2 separate regions of the Drosophila melanogaster genome follow, and region 1 is linked to region 2. Evidence: chromatin contacts called from public Hi-C data. All regions are on one chromosome and are shown on one strand. Each heading gives the region's core, a stretch centred on a gene start, on an enhancer-like site or on the middle of the called end of the contact. The rest is flanking DNA. Distances are from core to core; before and after follow the strand shown.

What was found. A called contact is a pair of places that touch in the nucleus more often than the background predicts.
Region 1: a Hi-C map of the Kc167 cell line shows a contact between it and region 2, with 1.8 times the contacts expected there. The contact joins two enhancer-like sites. A contact is called at or near these places in 2 of 107 Hi-C or Micro-C datasets (the Kc167 cell line and wing imaginal disc).

The regions. Positions count from the first base shown.
Region 1 is chrX:14,987,925-14,990,624 of dm6, forward strand. It overlaps eag (ether a go-go), which reads left to right. Exons shown (of 17, transcript NM_078603.4): 5 at 2,396-2,508. Among named protein-coding and RNA genes, the nearest start is that of eag, 34 kb to the left of the region's middle. Within about 2 kb of position 1,392, at least 4 of the 39 cell types and tissues checked have an H3K27ac peak or open chromatin away from gene starts, as enhancers often do. A contact at or near this core is called in the Kc167 cell line, where this site is marked.
Region 2 is chrX:14,327,853-14,330,552 of dm6, forward strand. The region is part of intron 2 of dpr8 (defective proboscis extension response 8); the gene reads left to right. Among named protein-coding and RNA genes, the nearest start is that of dpr8, 7.0 kb to the left of the region's middle. Within about 2 kb of position 1,394, at least 2 of the 39 cell types and tissues checked have an H3K27ac peak or open chromatin away from gene starts, as enhancers often do. A contact at or near this core is called in the Kc167 cell line, where this site is marked.

The sequences.
Region 1 (2,700 bases), core at 142-2,641, 660 kb after region 2:
CAGCGTATCCAATGATTCTCCCGAGAATTGTTTGTAATTTGCAGGCCAAAAAAAGCGGCCCTAAAAAAGAATAGAAATACGGTTCGTTCGTCAGCTCACCTGCTGCAGCATCAGCGGTCCCGAAAATTCCCCAGGTGGAAAAAAATACAAGTTTTTAATGCCAATCTGCCGTTTAGCTAGCGCAACTGCCATCTCCTTCACACACTGGGCACCACTTTCTATCCCTCTCGTTCTTTCGCTTAATCCGCCAGTGTTGTTGTTGCTGTGACCCACTTTTGTTGTTGTCCTTCTTTTTATTTGTTTCTGTTCTCTGGTCGCGTGTGATCCAAAAAACACAAAAAGAATGCAATGAAACAACTGGAATGACGGCCAAAGGCAACCAGAAAACAGTGGCCAGCTAAAAAGAAAAGCACAAATAGAAAGAAAGGAAACAGAAGAAAGTGGATGAAGAAATGCAAAAAAAAAAACAAAAAAAGAACCAAAGGAAACGTTTGATTTTCACTCGACATTTGCTTCAATGCAATTTCTTTTGGCGCAACGCAAATCGCCTTTTGTTGCTCTAAAGTTTACTGTACAGTATAAACTCGTTAGGAATCACTATATTTTCACTATTGATAAAATAGTGTTTCTACCATTCATCATGGTTATATGTGTATTTCTATTCAGCTAAGGCTTAGAAAATGTTTTGTAACTGTTAGAAAGGCCAACAAGATTGCGTATACGACTAGGTGCTCGACTTAATGCCCTATGAAAATTTTTAACAATTTCAAGAGTTTAAAATAATACTCCTTTGCCATGCGCACTTACTTACATTTGATTTAGAACAAAAATCCTGTCTTTGGAATTTCATCGCACACTTTTTGGCGCCATGAAAAAAAGGGTTTCGAAATCACTTAAGTGCATTTTCACCGAGTAAAGGCCTTTGTGCACGGCTCCCCCAGTATATGTTAGATTGAATTAGGGATTTTCGTTGAGTGCTTTTCGTTGGACCCCCTAGAAAATAATAGAATTTCGAGTGCTTGTCGAGGGCTTTTACTGTGCTCCACCCATGAGCACATAAACACTTTGTGCATCCATATCTATACGTATGTACATACATATATACACGTATATCTAATATATCTATGGCCATATCCCCGAATCCAGGACCTGTTTTTTGTTTGCTTTGTAACCCAATTTCGTTTTTTGCCCCTATGTGTCTATGTGCGAACACAATGTACACACACATATTAACGAACCCGTGACGTCGCCGTTTCGTAGTTTGTTGAACTTTTGTTCGTGGCACGAGTAAAGCAAAACAACAGAAATTAACTACTGCTCCTCCATCTCCACTTCCCTGCTCATGCTTTCCCACATTTCCTTCGGCTGCGTTCTCGTTTCAATTCGTTCGCCGCTGACGTCATCAAGCCTGGCCCGAAAAGTATGCAACACTTTTTGTTCGACACTGCAAGTGGTTTCCCTGTCCCGATTTTGAGCTGACTTTTCCAAGTCAATACACATAGGCAACGAAAGTTTAGTCCCCTGTTTAGCCCAGAAACTCGATCATTAATTATTTGGTTTTCATTGGAAAAGCGAACGAAAAATAATACATTCAACAAAAGGTATTCACAGAATATGCATAAGAAAGCCAACCAGCGCGCTTATAGTAATCAACTTTACGTTGGGGAAAGCTGGGAAAAGTTTTCCACGCATAACTTTCGGCCGTATGTTGGGAGTATCAAATATCGGAATACAGTTTTTGATTTCAATAATCCAGGTAAAGGCAACACTGTTCGAAAAGAGTGTGCTTTCAATGAATAAACTAAAAATTCAAAGTTAGGAAATATATTCTTATTTTAACCAAATGCAATTAATTTTCTTTAGCTCTCGGAATTTCTTTATGTGTTTCTACTACTCCTTGGCCTAATATAATATATAAATTATTGACCTGAGTCCCAAGGAAATGTGTGACCCCATCGGTTGAGCAGCGGTGCATTAAATTGATATTTGTTTAATACATTTTGCTGTGCGCAGTGAAGCTTCTTCGTATTTTTGCTCGATGGGCCCCAGGTGCATCAATCTTGTTTTGTTCGGCATGTTTTCCTCCAATTGGAACGCTTGCTGTTTTCCCATTTTCCGCTGCATGTGCTTGCCCTGGTGTTCATGTGCATATGTGTGTTTGATTTTCATATAGGTTTGCGTGTGTGTTGTTGTTGTTGCTGTGTGTGTGTGTGTGTGCATTTGTGGCATGCAACCAATGTAAAGCTAACCAAGAATAATACCTCGTCTGCTCTCCACATCTCTTTCTATTTCTTCTGGCATCTCCTGCCCGGCAACCTGGCAACCTGGCATTCTGGCATTCTGGCATCGTTGCATCCACATTCACATCCTTGGACACAAAAAAAAAACCCAACAGATGCGGCTTCATGTATGGCGAGCTGACAGACAAGGAGACGGTGGGACGGCTGGAGTACACGCTGGAGAACCAACAGCAGGATCAGTTCGAGATTTTGCTGTACAAGAAGAACAGTGAGTATACTTTTGGGAAGTGCACTGGCCTTTGACCCCCTTACCAAGATCGATTGTTGTGTGCTAAATTGCCTGCGCCTAATGGCCGAAAGTTGAAGCTAATGCTATACCCAAATCAAAGTCGCCCTGCTATGCAAAAGGTCCTTTGTCCTTTTTTTGCGACAACACACTTATGGTAGAAAAATCAGCTAT
Region 2 (2,700 bases), core at 144-2,643:
TACATTTTGCTCAGTGCAGGTGGAGGTCTGGGTTCGGGTCCGGGGTCTCCGTCCGGGTGCCGGTCGTGTCCGTATCCGTGTCCGTGTCCGTGTCCGTGTCCGTGTCCTTGTCCGTGTTGGTATTGGTGCTGTTGTCTCTGTGTCGGTGTCCGCTTCCCATGTCCATGTCCGTGTTCGCTCCGCTTGTTCATTTTCAATTTCGTTTACAGCATAGAAAATTTTAGTTTTTTCACTGTTTGTGCTTTCCATTTTATTTCATCTTCATTTTCATTTCAACGACTTTGATAGCGTTGGTACTGGCTCGCCCACTTTTTTTTTTGCCCAGGAATTCCAGTTGCTGTTGTTTGTTGTTGTTGTTGTTGTTGTTTAGGGTGGGGTGTTTTGAGTGTTTGGGTGATTTTGATTGTGGACTGATGGGCTGATAGCTGGATGGCCGACCGGCAAGGAAGCTCGCCTAGTTACTTACTTTAAAACACATCTATCTCACAGATACGGGATACAACGAAATCGAGCTGCTCCGTTCCGTATCTCGTTGCCGTGGTTGTATTTTTAGACCCCGGCCATTGTCATCGTCATCTGATTTGCCGTAATTGTTTTTGCTGCGACCAGAGCAACGAAAGCAAATCGGTTATCTTTCCATTCCGGGCCGTAATGGTCCAGTCATCTGGATTCAGCATTCGAGTTGCAGGTTACAGGATTCAGGAATCAGGAATCAGGAACAACAAAACAAGCCGACTAAATGCTGCCAGGACATTCTTGTTTCAGATCCGCACTGGAACACGGATTGAATAACGAAATGTCATTTAAAAGGATTAGGCATCCTGGTGGCTTGTAATCTCATCGTATGCAATGTTTTTTGGTTCTTTCGGGTCACTGCTATCGCCACTTGGTGGAGAATGGTAGTTCAGTTATGCAACTGAATATCTATATAGGGATTTTGAGAAAATACTTCACGAGTAGTGATTTATTATTAAAAGGTGTGATTTAACTGAAATACAGAACAGGAGTCAAGTTTCCATTGCAAGCTATTAAGCCTATTTCTAGTGCAAAATTATTGGCCGTTTCGTATTCGGTTTGAAGTGCCCAATCAACGGATTTCATTACATTGCAAAATAAATCCGAATAATTGAAAATCCTTGAACCTTGACCGATTTTCATCGGAATCCGAATGCATTGTAAATGGCGTGCACTGCACATCGATGATATTTTAATAGTTTGCAGTAATCTATTTGCTGTCTTGCATAGTTTATAATGATTTGTTGCTAGGGCTAATCTGTTGCCCGCTGTTCACCACATTGTTGTTATAATTCGCTGGCCCAGGATATCCTGATATCCACAGTGGTGATTGGGTGGGTAGCTCACAGAGTGGCTCTGAAAAGTATGCAACAGAAATTGTTGCCATTGTTGCCATGCTGCGAATTCAATAAACGAAAAGCGCAAGCAAAACGAAGAAATGAAAAGGCCAAGCAACGAGAACAGCATTTTGAGCATTTCAGCCATACCAAATTGCCATTCTCGGCCATTCCAGCTACGCGTCCATCTTTCCATTGCACCATCTTACCAGCTTTCAGTTTTTCACTTTTCCAGCTTTCAGTTTTTCCAACTCTTCTCTTCGGATTTCTGTTTTCGCCCAGTTCAACAGTTGTGGCTGCTGCATTTTTGTTTATTGTCATTTCAGTTGTGCCGGGCTGTTTAGTGTGCAGCAAGGAATCCCGGCGCGGAGTTGCAATTCCTGCTGCATTATCCTTTATTATATTGCCGGCATTAACGTTTCCGTTTGTTTCTGCCACATGGAGGACACCACAAGAGCCCTGGTCCAGTGGTGCAGTGAGAAAAGGAGTTTTCTATCGATATCAGTGCAAAAATACAAATAAGATAATAGTTGGTAATTGTTAGCACTTTTGGATAGCACTCACAAACATAAAATGTTGTTATCATAATTATCAAAATGATAAACTCATCGATGGTTTATCTCAGTGCATTTAGATAAAATATGCATGTCATTGTCGAAGCTGCAGCTCAGATTCTGGTTTTCATTCCATTTGTGTTTCTGTTTCTGGTCCTGAGCCGGCCGATAAGCCCAACCAACAATCCTTGGCCCTGTTTATTTGTTGCCGCTTCTTTTGCACCGCTCAGCGCTGCTTATATTGCCCCTCATTTGGTTACTCTTAACTGATTTCTGTGTGTTATTTTTAAAAAGGAATTTCAACAATTGCACACGCAATCCAGCCCTTAAATAATAAATAAGCCAAGCCACGCACACGGCTCAGTGGGGAAAAGTAGATGGAGTGAAGATGGGGGAAAAGGGGCACATGGCCGGAGCTACAGGACGATTGTCCTTTTGGCCAACTCAGCTGGAGTCTGGGTTAAGTGCGGCATTAACAATCAATTACAAGCATTACGAGCCGTAAAACTGACGCATTGACCAAATACCAACTCCTCATGTCCTGCGAATGCCAGCTCGCTGGACATGAGAAGTTACCATTCGTATGGGCATGGGCATGGGCATGGGCATGGGTATGGGTATAGCAATGGGAATGGTTATCCTTTGCTGGGCGAAAGAGGATGGCATTACTCACACACACCCAAACACCGAAAATAGCGCTCGCTGTGAAAAATGTTGCGTGCAAAGTAAACCCGGCGGGCAAAAGGGAATCATGAAATGGGAATGGAACTGGAGATGGCGATGGAGCAGGAGCA